Linked DNA regions of Mus musculus: regions 1, 2 and 3 are each linked to region 4. The links are chromatin contacts, called in public Hi-C, HiChIP or PLAC-seq and promoter capture Hi-C maps. All regions are on one chromosome and are shown on one strand. The core of a region is the stretch at or near the end of the contact, and the rest is flanking DNA. Distances in the headings are between cores, read along the strand shown.

Region 1 (3,893 bases), core at 985-3,484, 570 kb before region 4:
CACACCATGTATGCTTAGCTACTGAGTTACTGCATAGGAACAGGAGAAAGACACCCTTAATGGAGTGCTGGGAATTTGAGAAAGACCACCCTCCAACTTCAGTCAGCTAAAGCCAACCTGTTGACACCCCTCAAGTCTGGCTTATTAAATCTAAAATGTAGGTTTTGTTTCATTTCCCCTTTCTAGAGCAGGCTTGTGTAGTCTAGGCTGGTCTTAGCCCTGCTCTGTAGTACAGACTGACCTTCAGGACCCGCCCCCCCCTTTCCTGGCTCCCTGTCCTAAGTGCTGAGATTAGGGGTGGGCCCCACTGTCTTCTGGGTTATTTTTATTATCATGAATATGTGACATAATCGCTCAATTAGCTGTCATTATGAAGGAGTATTGGAGGAAAACGGAGCGCAGGCGAGAAATGGGAATTCTTTCTGTAATCCGAGAAGATGCTGGTTCCTTTCCCAGCTCTCCTTGTTTGTGCATTTCTGTTTCTAAGTTCTAGGAAGCTGCCAGCCTCACTGCGCCCTGCAGTCATGTTTGCTTGGTGTCACAAACATGGTCTTTATTCATTGAAACCTATAGTTTGACATCACTAAGTTACAACAAAAGTCACCACTAATGGATTAGATCGCAAGAAGCCATCCCATCCGTTCAGAAACTCATCCTGTCCCCACTTGCTAGTTGATTTGGGTGCTAATTTGTTTAAGTGCGTTTCCTAAGAAAAAGGGTCCAGAAGAGGCCAATCAGGGTGCCACAGTTTAGATTTTGATGTCACTGAAGATTGTCCCTCCTGTGGGAGCCACCTGAACCAAAAAGAAGGATGTCATGGAATACAGAAGCCATAGGTACGGGAGTGAGAGACCCTGTCTGCTAAGAGGTGACAATGAGCACAGCACAGAGGCTTCGAACTACCAGGCTTAGAGAATGGCACAAGTTGGCATTATTCCCTGTTCCATGCAACTGCTGGTGACACCTTCCCATCCCAAGTGGGAAAAGCAGCAGAAAGGACACTTCCAGGGCTGAGGGACAGACAAATGTCACTGCTGCCTGGGAAGCCACATCCTGGCTACTCTGCTGCTGATAACCCTGAGACCGCTGGGTTGGTGTGAGTAGCAGCTACGTGGGCCCCACTCAGAGGGACACTCAGAGGCACAAACCATTTATAGACATCATGGCAATTCCTCTGAAACAAGACACTTTACCTAGAAACTACATTCTAAATAAATAGTTGGAGACATTTTACACCATTTTTCTTTTTTAGAACTTTCTCCCTCCCTGTGTAGCTGAGGCCCAACCCTGGGGCAGAGCATGCTAAGGGAATCGTTAAGGAACTGATCAGTCCTAAACCTGTCCACTGCCCATTAGGAAGTGCAGCATCTTCTAGCCTGGTTCACAAAGGCATGGAGGACACTGTCTCTTTCATTAACTTAAAAAAGTCATTTAAAACCTTAAATGGCAGCTGGCAGTCTTAGATGAAACTTCAGTGTACAAAAGCTTGTGTTTTGAAGAGTCTGATAAGTGTTTGCTATTTGTTTTCTTACAGCTTTATCATCCCAATGTTGTACGTTATTATAAAACATTTTTGGAAAGTAAGTATGAATTGCTTTCTAAGTAAGGAAACATATGTTTGTTATTTATATACATTTATATTATGTTGGCAGAAAATAAACCCATTCAGCTATTTTCTACTGGCTTTTATTATTAGGCATTGCTTTCTTAAGCAGTAAAATAATTTTTTAATTGATGACCTGAGAATACTTAAAATATTTTGATCTGTATTATATAGAGGCACAGTGTGAATAAACAAAAATAATTAAATTATTGTACAGAAAAGGAACTGTAGAAGAAAAAGAGAAAAGAGAACTAAAGCATGATGTTTTATTTTTCTTTTTGCAAGCTCACAGCAGCATCTAGTGGCATTTTCCACCCCTAATAAAATGGATTGGACTCCGCCTTCAAGGTTTTTTTTTTTTTTTCTCACAAATTTCAGTAGATGCCACCAGGTGGCGCCAGAGTCCTGGCTGAGCCTGCAGGCTGGCTGGCTTGTTTCCTGCTTGTGGGATGGAGAGCACAGTCAAACAAAGCCAAACTCAGTCGCTTGTTTACAAGTGAAGGAAGTATTGAACTTAACCATCTGTAGCATAAAATCCTGAAGTATTAGCCGGGCATGGTGACTCAGTCCTTTAATCCCAGCACTTGAGAGGCAGAGGCCGACTGTGTGTGTTTGAGGACAACCTGATCTACATAGTGAGTTTCAGGCTGGGCATGGCTGCATAGAGAGACCCTGTCTCAATACTAAACAGAAGCTGTTCTGTATGCAGCTCAATTGCTATGTTTTTACCCATTTCCCTTCTTTAAGTGATTTAGATGGACTCCTTCCTCCTTACGTGCTAGTTCTTAATATCGGGATTATTCCTGTAATTAAAGCTATCAGATTTAGTTCCTGACTTAGACTGAAGTAAGTACAAGTCATTACAAAAACAAAACACTTAACCTGACGACTTCCAAAATAAATTGAAGGAAACTTAAAATATGTATAATATTACCAAGTTATAAACTATGATGAAGAAGACTATAATTTGAGAAAATGAAAACAAACAGCTAAGCATAGTGCAGGCAATATGTATTTCTTGGAATGGTGAAACTTGGGAATCTATAAATGTCCGTAAGAGAGATGCTATATGGTTTATTCATTTTTGCAATCCTGTGAAAGGCAACAGGAAGAACAGTGTGCTTACATTCATGCTGCAGTGTGAGACTGGTGGAGAAGCCAGTGGGCAGGATGGGAGATGTCTGTCCTTTGCAGGCAGATTGTGTATGTGTGTATTTTGTGTATGTCCAACAGTCAGAAAAGACACATGTCACATATCATTATTAGTAGTTCAAATTGGCTTTAAAGGAGTGTATTCAGAGAACAAAAACAGCAACAAGAAAACCAAAAACCCAAACAGTGCTAAACCCTTGTAAACCCTAACATAAAATCAGAGTCCAGGTCTCTCTACTCGAGAGGGGCCTAGCAGTAATCTCTGTCATGGGTAGGTGCTTTAGTCTGTGTTATTGCAACATCATAGCGTGATCCGTGGGTAAGTTTGTATGACATAATCTATGTCACCATACAAAATGCAATTTATAATGCGGTTTTCTGAACGTCTTATTTGATCCGAGGTACTAAGAGGCAGGCCTCGTGACTTGAGACAGTTGGCTTACTGTCTTTGACATGGTTCAGGCATTCTATGGTATAAGCAGAAAATGATTATGCTTGCCAGAGAGGAGAAAGTCTGGAGTCAGAGGAAGTTGCTGCTAGGCTGTGACTGCCCCAAGGGCAGCTCTGTGCTCTGCCAGCATTCAGTGGATCCTGACACTAAGTTTTCCGTTTTGTGCTCCAACACTCCTTGGAAAGCCCGGGTTCTAATTTGTGAAGGTTTTCCAGGGCTTTATACTGACTTTACATTTCTGTGACTCCTTTTTGCTTTTGCATAGATGACAGGTTGTATATCGTTATGGAGCTGATAGAAGGAGCCCCACTTGGAGAGCACTTTAATTCTTTGAAGGAAAAACATCACCATTTCAGTGAAGAGCGACTGTGGAAAATATTTATACAGGTACACTACACCCTTCATTGAAATTTTCTTTATACAACAAAGTTCTGAGCTACCTTAGAGATACACTGTTGGTTACGTATATGGCAGGAATCAAATTTGCTTCCATTCTTGTTTCAAGCTGTGCTTAGCTCTTCGGTATCTGCACAAGGAGAAGAGGATTGTTCACAGAGATCTCACGCCAAACAACATTATGCTGGGAGATAAGGACAAAGTGACAGTTAGTAAGTATAAAAGTCTTCAACTTTTTAACTGAAGAAGTTCTGAATGTCAGTTGAGAAATGCACCCCATTTCAGAGTGGT
Region 2 (3,813 bases), core at 52-2,551, 880 kb after region 4:
ATGAGATCTTAATTTTCCTTCTTAATTTGCTCTTCCCTCAAAAGCCTATGTAGTTCTGAGATAGAGTCTCTGTAACTCATGCTGGCCTCAAACTGGGGACAATCCTCTTCCCTCAGATTGCCACATGATAGAATTTCAGGGATGAACCACCACACTTGACCTTTATCCCCAAGACTCTAGAAATCTGCAAAGTCTAATTAACAGGAAATTCATAAGTAATCCAGAAAGTTTTGAAAAACTAAATAGCTGCTACTGTAAGGCCTGACAGGGCATGTCACAGAAATGTCACACTATGAGTTGCTACTCCAGCTACCTTATCAGTCTTCAAATGTGTAGTCTTGAAGCAGGCTGATCCAGACTTTGACCTTGCTGCCACTGAGAAGGAGATTACCTAGGGTAGAGCCTTCTGACCTTGATGGCTCTATTTGCTCTTCTCCAAGACTCTGCTTCCTGCTGAGAGGTACTTGAGACATTGTTCCGGAGACACACCCTGTAGATCACCTACGGGCTAGCTCCAGGCACCAAGATTGAGCTGGCAGGGGATGGGCCTACCCTCTTTATAAACACAGACTCTCAGTAAACTTCAGAGGCTTTGAACAGAAAGGTTTGTCTTGGCCTCTTTTCTCACCATCTGATCTCTTTTAGCCCCAGCCTGCCTTTCAGAGGAACCCAGTTCCCGTGGCCGCAGGCAGCTACACAAATGCTTCAATTGGTAAAGTTATTTTAGCTAAAAATTCAAACAAGATAGTCATGAAAATAAAAATTGCTGCCTCCACCCCCAACCCTATACTATTTCCAGAGGTGACCAGCAAGACTACTGATGTGGGATACCCAAGACTTCCTGTGGGCTTCACCTGTGTGCATAGATCAGCTTTCATATCTTTGGGTTTTTTTCTCTATGGATGTGCAGCCTCTCTCTGCTAGCTTTATTAACACTTTTAGAAATCTGTTCATTTCCAGTCATTAATCTCCTCATTTTATACCACACTGTTTTGTAATTTATACTGTCACTTTATTTACAGACTGTTGTTTTCTTTTTATTGCTAGATTTATTGTGTAGAACATCCTTATACATATTTCACATAGAATATATGCAAAGATATGTGCATTTAATATTTTGGTGGCTATACACTTAACAATGGTATTAACGAACAGCAATGTCCTCCCTTTTTTGCAAAAGCTAAATTGCAGTGGTGGCAGCCAGCCAGTGTTCCCTGCCTCTGAAGTCCCTTGTTCCCATTCCACACAAAATTAGAGCAGGCTCTGTGTCCAGTCAGCTGATGAATGTATGCTTGTGATCTTCTGAGGTCCGTCATTAAAGGCCTGCTGACTCTGGAAAGGCTCTCCTCTGTGACTCTGGGATAATCCAGCTAACTCCAGAAAAGGAAGAGATGGCCCTTCACTCTAAAAGCCAGCACTGACTAGCCCTTCCGCAGGGGCTCTGAGGCTGCACTTCCTGAGAGTGTGCTGCACAGGTCAGAGCTGTGCCACTCAGGACCAGCACTGCTGCATTCCTAGCATGTGCCGGAGCCTTGAGAATAAGTGGCCTTAAGAGACATGGAACGATTGTTACACAGCAATGGATAACTATGGTAAGTGTGCCATGTTTACGATCCTGCCATATGAAACCCTGGAGATTTACTGTGAGGTCGATTTCTCAGGTGCCACTAGATGCAGGGGCCACTTCAGAGGCCACTTTCCTTAGCTAGTTTTGCTTTCTGCTAATTTCCTGTTTATATATTCTTTTGAGTTCTTCCTTTTTCTTTTTTGAAGATGTAAACCAAGCCTACCTCTCTTCTCACTTCACTATAGTCATTATAAAATCCTGTAAGAGCCTCACCTTGCCTTTCTATTTTGTTTTATTGGGGTTTGAGGCAGTGTTGGTGGTAGCCCAAGCTAGCCTTGAACTCTGGATCCTGCTGCCTAAGCTTTAGAAATTCCAGGAATTTTCTTCTGTAGATCTGTGCCACAACTGTTAGCTTCATAGTTGTCCCAGCTTTCTTCCTCTTTCCGGGCATTGTGTACAATTCACAGTGGTGGCTTGTCTCCAGTATTTTTCAACTGAAACTTTTAAATGAAGATATTTGACATAACATCTGGATTTTGCATGCATGTTAAGAAGTGATATGTGGTGGCTGCTGTAGTCTATCTGTACAGACCCATACCCCAAACAGGAGCAGCTGGCAAAGCCTGTATCTGTACAGGCCTACACCCCCATGTAGGAGCAGCTGGCAAAGCCTGTATCTGTACAGGCCTATACCCCCATGTAGGAGCAGCTGGCAAAGCCTTCTCTAGGACAAGAATCCCTGCAGGCCCCAACCCTCCCTCTGTAAACCCCCAGCTTCAGTGACATCTCGTGCCAGTCACTCTTTTCTAATATATTTGCACCCATGTTCTTAAATATTCTGATTCCGTGTAGATCAAATGTAAAAATCGAAGTCAAACCAATACACTCCACATTTTATTTGATCATGGATTTTTGTACACAGTCCCATATAAGAGTTACCTGCGTAGAAGTGTTCTGCCCTATGAGAATCTTCACTTTATAGCTTTATGTTTATATTTCAGCCATTTAATATAGATTTTTTTTTAAAATGCAAGTTGCTTAAGCAAAGATAGTTAGAAATGCTGAGTAGTTTGTGAAGAGGCAGCTATCCTTAACATTGCAGCAACTTAGGACCCATGAAGAGGTTGCTAAAGCTTCCAGCAATCGTTCTTATCAATACCAAAATAAGAGTCTCTGTGTTAGTTCCTGTCTTTCCTCGGTTTCTTCCAATTGCCTGTGAAACAAATGTACTCAGTTTTTGTTGCTGTCTTTAAAATCAAACTATAAGTGGCTCAGAGTATTTTGAAAAGTGTATTCTTGTTGCACTTTGGGAAACCATCTCTACAGAGCTGGCCAGCTCTCTAGAGCATTCTCAGTTTAAAGAAAATAAATCATCATTAGGCTATGACCATGGTGGCACATAGTTGTAATTCCAGTATCAAGAAACTGAAACAGGACTGAGTGGTCCAGGTCAGTTTGACTACATAGAAAAACCGTATTTTAAAAAAAGGATGGTGAGGTGTCCTGTGCCTTTAATCCCAACACTTGGGAAGCCGAGGCAGGTGGATCTCCATGAGCTTGAGGACAGTCTAGTGTACAGAGTGAGTTTCAGGATTGCCAAAGCTACACAGAGAAACCTTGTCTTGAAAAACCCAAAGGGGAAAAAAAGAAGAAAGTCATTACTATCTTTATTGTTCTTTCCAGATACCTCTGCCATTATTTAATTATCCTACTGTTAAAAACTAATACAAAAAATTGCAAAAATAATAAAACTAAAGATAGTACGGTATGAAACAATGTATTTTCCTCTCAAGAGTATGAAGAACTTGGGACTGGAGAGATGACTCTGTGGTTAAGAGTGCTTCCTGCTGTTTGTCACTCATGAGCATATACCCCCCAAACATAAATGATACAAGAAATCCTTAAGTAATATAAACTTTTGCTTTCATCTACATCTTCTAATGAAAAACAACAGTACCAAGAGCTCCTCAGGACCCTCTTGTTCCCCTCTCCCCTTCTCCAAAGGCACCTCTCATTATTTTCTTGGTACCCAGATAGTTGGGTACCCCCTTCTCCAAAAGCACCTGCCATCAGAAATTTAGAGTTTGTTTATTGTGTGGTCTCTGGCTGTGCAAATAAATACTAAGACACTACTGATCTGCATATGTTTAAGCCTGTGTGCATGGAATGAATTATCATCCTTCTGCAAGCTGATGCTCCAGTCATTTGGTTAGACCTGAAGTTTGTCATCCTCAATGCAGGAGAGA
Region 3 (3,869 bases), core at 87-2,586, 540 kb after region 4:
ATTGTAGTTGGCACCTAGCAGTTATGCACACAAACACCCAGAGTAGCAGAAGCTAAGAGAACTGTTGATGACATGTTGCTTCTAGACAAATGCTTAGAAGCTGGATTTTTTTGGTATGAAGTATTGGTTTCATGGTCATGTTGTAGCACAAAGTAAAAAAAAATATATCAACAGTAAACATATTTGCTACTAGTAGGCACAACAATTCACAGCTTGTGTTTTTAAACAGGTGACATGAAAGGGGCTCAAAGCAACAGTGTGGCATGACTTTACAGAATCAGATTCTAAAAAGTAGTCAGCAGTGTAGACTAATGGAATAACAAAGGACAGGTGGGAGGGAACCACCCTGTGCAAGTCTCCACCTGGAACTCTAGGTTGCCCAGGCCATTTGGCTTTCTTTTACCTTTTACATATGTCATTTGGACAGCCCTTAGGTAGAGCTACATTTAACTGACATATTTTATGATAAGCGGAGAACACCATACCTAATACAAAGTGTGTACCTGGTGTAGCTGTCTGCCAAATAGTGTGCAACCTCAAAGAATTCTGATATTGCTGTGTTCCACAAACAAAAACACACAGCTCAGGGGTTCTGTACAGGTTAAAGATATAAAACTCAGTTAAATCGTGGTTAAGAAATTAATCAATTCCCATTAGTCGATCTGTTTTAAGCTTTCCTGTTGTTTAATTATGGGAAAACTTTCCCACATATCCACATTTCTTTAGATAGGATTTTAGAGTTGGATTCATTAGTATCAAAAATGAATTAAAAAATAATAATAATGACTTGAAAAGTACTTCCTGCAAAGACTTCACCATTCATAATGTAGGATGGTGTAAATTTACTATATCATTAAGATGTCCTCATATCCCAAAGTAGTACCTGCTTTAATGCTTTTCTTATGATTCCTGTTGTTGTGATGGGACAATGTGACCTAAACAAGTTTTATAAAGGAAAATATTTAATTGGCACCAGCTTACAGTTCAGAATCATCATGATGGGAAGCATGGGAGAACTCTACATCTAGATTGGCCGACAGGAGAGAGAGAGAGAGAGAGAGGGAGAGAGAGAGAGAGAGAGAGAGAGAGAGAGAATGAGAGAGAGAGATGCTAGGCATCTCTTGAGCATGTGAAACCTCAAAGCTCACCCCATGACATTCTTCCTCCAACAAAGCCACACCCAGTCCAACAAGGCCACACCTCCTAGCAGTACCACTCCCTAGGGGCTGATAGGGGCTATTTTTATTCAAATCACCACAATGACCCCTCTTAGGAAAAAAAAAAAAGGCTCTAGGAATTAGTTTAAAGAACAAAGGCCTTTTCAATGGCTTCAGGAAAGAGAGCACAGCTGCCCTCCAGCTCTCCTCGCTGCACAGTAGGAGGTCTTTGCTCAATGCTAAGTGACTTGTGTTCTTCCTGGGTGTACAATCACTGCAGTAAAGAGCCCAGACTTCCACTGGTATTTACCAAGTGGATGTCACTGCTCTCTGATCTTAAAAGGTCTGAAATTCTTCAAAAGGTTTTTGTTTTAGTTTGTTGTTGTTGTTGTTGTTTTTTAACAGTAAAACGAAGTTTGTTTACACTAAAAAAAAGAAAAGATTTTTCCAAACATGAATGCCATCTGATTTGCTGAGTGGTGGCCAGGGACACTGATTTTAATGCATGCTTCAATTGAATTCATATGATTATCTGGCTTTCTGACAGAATAAAAAGATTCAGAAAAATCTAGATCTGGAAACAGTGACAACCAGAAGACTTGAGAATCTGATCAGAATTGACACTCCCACCAGACCATGCACTGATCTCTTTCTTAACAGGTATGAATAACTCTGACAAGTTCTCTGAATTATATGAGAATCACATCACTGTGTCAACTCTTACAAGCCCATGTGCTATTGGTAAGCTGGAGTTTGTGGTAAGAGAGGATTTGATATCTTCACCCAACCCTCTCCTCAGCTCTTCTCTACAGCCTGGGGTCACACTCACACAAGTAAGTCACCTTTTGGTGACCACTTAGGTTCATAGCTGCCTCCTCAAACAAGTATTTCCTTTGGTGGTTCAATGTGAAACCATGGGCTCACATGTTTCAACACTCAGCACCAAGGTGACAGTGCTGACTGGGAAGGTTGTGGAACTTTCAGGAAGTGGAGCATTAGTGAATACACACCATGTGTGTTCTTTTGTTACTCCACTCAGTGTATTTATTTTCTAGTTCCATCCATTTGCCTGTGAGTTTCATGAAGTCATTGTTTTCAATCTCCATTGTGTAGTACACCACTGTGTATCTGTACCACATTTTCTGTATACATTCTGTTGAGGGACATCTGAGTTGTTTACAACTTCTGGCTATTATAAATAATTATAAATGAACATAGTGATGCATATATTGGAACATCTTTTGGGTATGTGCCCAGGAGTGGTGCAGCTAGGTAGAACTATTTCAAATTTTCTCAGAAACCACCAGACTGATTTCCAAAGTGGTTTTATCATCTTGTAGTCCCATCAGCAAAGGAGGAGTATTACTCTTTCTCCACATCCTTACCAACATCTGCTGTCACATGTGTTTTTGATCTTAGCCTTTCTGACTGGTGTGAGGTGGAATCTCAGGGTCGTTTTGATTTGCATTTCCCTGATGACTATGGATGTTGAACATTTCTTTAAGTGCTTCTCAGCCATTTGGAATTCCTCAGTTGAGCCTCAGTTGAGAATTCTTTATTTAGCTCTATACTCCACTTTTCATTAGGATTATTTGGTTCTCTGGAGTCTAACTTCTTGAGTTCTTTGTATATATTGGATATTAGCCCTCTATCAGATATAGGGTTGGTAAAAAATCTTTGCCGAAATCTGTGGGTTGTCATTTTGTCCTATTGGCAATGTCCTTTGCTTTATAGAAGCTTTTTAATTTTCTGAAGTCCTATTTGTCAATTCTTGATCTTAGATCATAAGTCATTGGTGTGCTATTCAGAAAATTTTCCCCTGTGTCAATGTGTTCCAGGCTCTTCCCCACTTTCTCTTCTATTAGATTCAGCGTATCTGGTTTTATGTCCTTGATCTACTTGGACTTGAGCTTTGTATAAGAAAATAAGAATGGATCAATTTGCATTCTTCTACATGGAGACCCCCAGTTGAAAAAGCACCATTTGTTGAAAATGCTATCTTCTTTTCCACTGGATGGTTTTAGCTTCTTAGTCAAAGATCAAGTGACCATAGCTGTGTGGGTTCATTTCTTGGTCTTCAATTCTATTCCATTGATCTACTTGCCTGTCTTTGTACCAACACCATGAAATTTTTTCACCAGTTCTCTGTAATACAGCTTGAGTTCAGGGATGATGACTTCCCCCAGATGTTCTTTTATTGTTGAGAATATTTTCGATATCCTGAGTTTTGTTTTTGTTTTTTGTTTTTTTCTTATTCCAAATGAATTGAAGAATTGCTCTTTCTAACTCTTTGAAAAATGGATTTGGAATTTTGATGGGGATTACTTGAATCTCTAGATTTCTTTTGGTAAGAAGACCAATTTTACTATGTTAATCCTGCCAGTCTGTGAGCATGGGAGATATTTCCATCTTCTGAGGTCTTCTTTGATTTCTTTCTTCAGGGATTTGAAGTTCTTGACATACAGATCTTTCACTTGCTTAGTCAGAGTCACACCAAGGCATTTCATATTATCTATGATTATTGTGAAAGGTGTTATTTCCTAGATTTCTTTCCCATCCCTTTTATTCTTTGAGTAGAGGAAGGCTATTTGTTAGTTAATTTTATATCCAGCCACTTTGCTGGAGTTGTTTATTGAATGTAGGAGCTCTCATGTAGAACTTATGTATCATATCATCTGCAAATATGACTTCTCCCTCCCAATTTGTATCCCT
Region 4 (3,790 bases), core at 153-2,652:
GACTCATTCTCTCAAATTCCCACGAGATTCTACCCTATTTCCTCAAAAAGCAGGAGAGCACAAATCCAGGTTAGAAACTCCCAGAAACCTGTCAGAGTGGGGTCCTACCTCAGATATCCGGGAATATTAGAAGAAGCTGCGTGCTGTGCTGTCACTTGCGAGGAGGTCTGGCTGGTGAAGGCATGGTCACTTTTTGTGCCCCAGAAATGCATCAGAAGCTTGTGTGGAGGGTATCCCCATTCTTGGTTGTACAGCTTTCTGTTTTGAAGCAAGGAGCTAGCTGCCCCAGGTATGCCTGGGTGTGGGAGTGACCGTGATAGAATTCCTCCAAGGGCCTTGGTAGTACACCTCTCTTCTAGAAGGCTCTGACTAAGCCTAACCAAATGATTCCAATTCTGCTTTTCCCCAGTTAGAGCAGAATAGGGGAGACAATCACAGGGCAACCTAGGAAAGATTATTCTATAAAAAGCCAGAATATGAGAAGTTTATGCAAGGAGAACCTGAGAACTGTCCATAGCCTGCACCAGCGCAGCCGCCAAACGCTTCTCCACTAGGCTAGGTAGGGACTAGACGTGCAGGGCCCTCAATCACAAGTGTCCCTGGATATGGGGTGAAGAGAACTATGTGCCTCCTCTCCCATACATGGTGATGTGTTCCCCACCAGGAGAGAGAGAGAGAGAGAGAGAGAGAGAGAGAGAGAGAGAGAGAGAGAGAGAACCCTTTCTTTACAATATGCACACTAGGCCTCTTCCCAAAAGTGGTCTTGAAGACCAGATGGCTTGGGTGCAAAGGTGGATCTCTGCATCTGCCAAACCATCAGAAACGACCAGGACGATATATCTGGGGAGTTGGTAAGTTAATATAGACCCACCTCTGATTCCAGATACCAGGCCGAGAAGCTAGGTCTTCCCTCACTGGAGGAGCTGTGCACACCCCCTTCTGTTTCTCCACACATCCTCCAGCTTTAAGCTAAAGATCTTTCCTAACCCAGCTAAGGGCTCCCCCCACTCCCTTCTCTCCTCAGCCTAGGTGCAAACCTTGAAGCCTCAAGGGGAAGCTGTCTCCCAGATCAGCCTCTGCCCTGGATTCTTCTCTGGATTGTTGGGACCCCAGCCTATCTGCTGACACCTGGGGACTCGCCTTAGTTTCTCACACATATACCCCTGGGGATCAGGCCAAAAGTCCCCTTCCCATTCCAGAATATACACATCCTTAACGCCCTAGTGCTGTCAGAGAAGGTGGGCGTAGATTTACAACCCGGTGGTGGAGATGAAGGGGTGTAGGAGCAAGCGGGTGCCGGAGAGGAGAGGGGCTGTGATCCTCTTAGAGCCAGGGACAGCGTCCTCGGTCCATTATCTGAACATTCAGTCACCGCCCAAGATGCCAACGCAATCAGAACAGAGCCGAGAGGTTTGTTTGTTCCTGGCGAGGGAGCTCTTTCTAACCTAGGCAGAAGCAGCCAGCCTTCTGAAATACCCCGGGGCAGGAATCCCAGGGCTGCTTCCCACCTCCGGACTTCTCAGGTACCTAGCCCCTCTCCCTGGCCCCTCACCTGGGCCAGCGCCCCCACCCCCAAACAGACTTCAATCTCTTTTCCAAATCCTCTTCAGTGGCCACGCTGAGGTGCCCCATCGCCTACATTAGCAGAGCCTTTCCGTCCCCCCTCACCCATTGGCAGATCTCATCCTCTGCTGCCTCCGGCAACCTCAAGAGGGATTTTTCCTCCCCAAATCACTTACTTCACCCATCCAGATCAGCACTTGTATTTCCCGTAGCACATAACCATAACCGAAAGCCACTCCGAGGATTTTTATTATCGATTTGGGGGTGGCAGGATCGAGCGATCTGACCCTCACCGCTCTTGAAGACATTAACAGTGGCATTAAGTTCCACCTCCCCTGGTTAGCCCTACCCCTTCCCATCTGCGACAGGCAAGAGAAGCACTACTAGATCCTAAGCCCTTGCCTCTGAATCCGGAGCTGTAGGAAGCAAAAAGTCGAACTGCAAGAACACAGTGAGAGAAATGGGCAGATGCCTTAAGGCTAGGGTAGCTGGGGGAAGGGCGCACGCGAGAACTGAACAGATACCGCACCAGGTGAGAACCAGGAAGGGAGGGTCACAAAAGTTTGCAGACTGCTGCAAGGCACCTGGTTGCACAAGAGCGAAAAGGGTCGACTTCCCTTCTCCAGGCAGGGTCTCTCCAAAGATCTGTGTCAAAAAGACCTGGAGGTTTGGCTCCACACGGCTCAGAACTGCGGTGACCATTCTCTGCTTCCCAGAGAGATGGCCTAAGCACCCTGACTGGGAGCTGAGCCCGCGCTCTGCATAAAGCAACAGGCGGCTGCACCTTACCTTGCGCCAGTCCTGGGTTGGGATGGCTGCTCCATCCTCGTGGCGCAGGGAGGAGGCGTTTGATGCATAAGCCTAGGGGTGTGCGTGCTGCTAGCTCCAGCCGACTGCAAACTGGACTACCCTCCCTGACCCGGCCCGCCGGCCGGGCTCCGCTCCGGAGCGACCGCCGCGGCGGCGTGAATGCGCTGTGGCCGGGGCGCAGGACGCAGGCGGTGCGTGGCGCGGCTGGCGTCTTTGCGCGCTGCCACCGAGTGAGGGTGCGGCCCTGGGCTGCCGTGTGGGGCACGACTTGGCTTTTACTGCTGCGGCGGCCGCTGCAGACCCTGTGCGGGGCGCCGGAACCTCACTGGAGGAGGAGACAAAGATGCGAGGGAGGCAGAAAGCTACTCGCCAACGTGCAGGCGGCTCAGTCACTAGAGGGGACTCGCCTCCAAACCTGGACTGGGAATGGAGGAGGGGCGAGGCTTCAGGGACGAGCTAGAGCGAGTGAACGTGACTGGTGGAGCTGGCTATCACCTAACTGGCACTGCTCTTCTGCCTCCTAGCTGGAGATCCTGAATAAGGAGGGGAGGAGTTTCATTCAGCCTTTGCTGGAGAAGCAGAGCTGAGCTAGGAACATTAGTTAGCCTCCTCCTCCTCTCTTGCTTCCTCTTGCCCAGTTCCAGGACATGTTGCTATGGCCCCATTCTTTCTTCCATTTCCTGACTACTGAGACCAGAGGGAACTGTTTAGCCTAGGTCCATTGCTGTCAACGGGGAGGAAAAGCAAACATTTTTAATTAACTAAAAATGACTTACTGGGTGCACAGGGCAAGAGTCAGGCACACTGCAGCTAGCAGCTAGAACAAACCCATTCCAGATGGGGACTCACCAGAAAGTCTTTATCATTTGGTGACCTCTATCAAGCATATTAAAGCTTGCAGCATTTCCCCATTTGCAACGATGCTGTTTTATGCAGGTTTAGAAGTATGCTGGGTCTGGCCACATTGCAAAACTGTAAACCACTGAGTCCCCCCAGCAGCTGTGATTTGTCTAGCAGCTCCACATTATACACCTTTATATTCTATGACTTGTATTTCTAACATTTCACAATATGATTTTATTAGTCTGGATTTGAATTGTCATCACTTTTCAACACTTTTAAACTGAGAAATCAGGACCTAGAAATAAATATATATGAATAGCAGGTATGTAATTTGGTCTAATTACTCAAAGGAAAACTTGGCATTCCCATTGAAAGTATAAAATTTGTCTGTAATACTGTGCCAGTGATTCTACTTCTCACAAGTCAGGAAATAACTGAGAACATCCACAAAATTTATCTGAAGAGATGCTCACTAGACTGCTGTATAAGCAATGGAAGGTTGTATAAGCAATGGAAGGTTGGAAGAGAGTACAAGATGAATAGTGAAACATTTCATAGGAATATACAATAAAAT

What was found. Promoter capture Hi-C pulls out the DNA fragments that hold promoters and counts their contacts. A called contact is a pair of places that touch in the nucleus more often than the background predicts. HiChIP or PLAC-seq counts read pairs in DNA pulled down with a chosen protein or histone mark.
Region 1: a contact with region 4 is called in a Hi-C map of cortical neurons, with 3 times the contacts expected there. The contact joins the enhancer-like site here to the promoter of B230110C06Rik in region 4. A contact is called at or near these places in 3 of 39 promoter capture datasets (cranial neural crest, hippocampal neurons and stem cell-derived epiblast-like cells), 4 of 484 Hi-C or Micro-C datasets (cerebellum, cerebral cortex and cortical neurons), 3 of 115 datasets of contacts at active chromatin or transcription factors (SST interneurons, embryonic forebrain and forebrain) and 1 of 9 other capture datasets (embryonic stem cells).
Region 2: a contact with region 4 is called in an H3K27ac HiChIP or PLAC-seq map of embryonic stem cells, with 5 times the contacts expected there. The contact joins the enhancer-like site here to the promoter of B230110C06Rik in region 4. A contact is called at or near these places in 4 of 39 promoter capture datasets (cranial neural crest, embryonic stem cells, frontonasal cranial neural crest and 1 more) and 2 of 115 datasets of contacts at active chromatin or transcription factors (embryonic stem cells and stem cell-derived neural progenitor cells).
Region 3: a contact with region 4 is called in a promoter capture Hi-C map of embryonic stem cells, with 2.8 times the contacts expected there. The contact joins the enhancer-like site here to the promoter of B230110C06Rik in region 4. A contact is called at or near these places in 5 of 39 promoter capture datasets (embryonic stem cells, liver, neutrophils and 1 more), 1 of 115 datasets of contacts at active chromatin or transcription factors (embryonic stem cells) and 1 of 9 other capture datasets (liver).

What each region holds. Positions count from the first base shown.
Region 1 is chr14:14,861,922-14,865,814 of GRCm38.p6, forward strand. Nek10 (NIMA (never in mitosis gene a)- related kinase 10) reads left to right here. Exons shown (of 35, transcript NM_001195229.1): 19 at 1,535-1,580; 20 at 3,472-3,593; 21 at 3,712-3,814. Among named protein-coding and RNA genes, the nearest start is that of Nek10, 43 kb to the left of the region's middle. Within about 2 kb of position 2,235, at least 64 of the 459 cell types and tissues checked have an H3K27ac peak or open chromatin away from gene starts, as enhancers often do. A contact at or near this core is called in cerebellum, cortical neurons and forebrain, where this site is marked.
Region 2 is chr14:16,312,865-16,316,677 of GRCm38.p6, forward strand. No RefSeq gene overlaps it. Among named protein-coding and RNA genes, the nearest start is that of Top2b, 50 kb to the right of the region's middle. Within about 2 kb of position 1,302, at least 64 of the 459 cell types and tissues checked have an H3K27ac peak or open chromatin away from gene starts, as enhancers often do. A contact at or near this core is called in embryonic stem cells, where this site is marked.
Region 3 is chr14:15,977,240-15,981,108 of GRCm38.p6, forward strand. No RefSeq gene overlaps it. Among named protein-coding and RNA genes, the nearest start is that of 1700062C10Rik, 58 kb to the right of the region's middle. Within about 2 kb of position 1,337, at least 35 of the 459 cell types and tissues checked have an H3K27ac peak or open chromatin away from gene starts, as enhancers often do. A contact at or near this core is called in embryonic stem cells, where this site is marked.
Region 4 is chr14:15,436,221-15,440,010 of GRCm38.p6, forward strand. It overlaps B230110C06Rik (RIKEN cDNA B230110C06 gene), which reads left to right and starts at 1,403. Exons shown (of 3, transcript NR_152122.1): 1 at 1,403-1,523. It overlaps Lrrc3b (leucine rich repeat containing 3B), which reads right to left and starts at 2,767. Exons shown (of 2, transcript NM_146052.4): 1 at 2,353-2,767.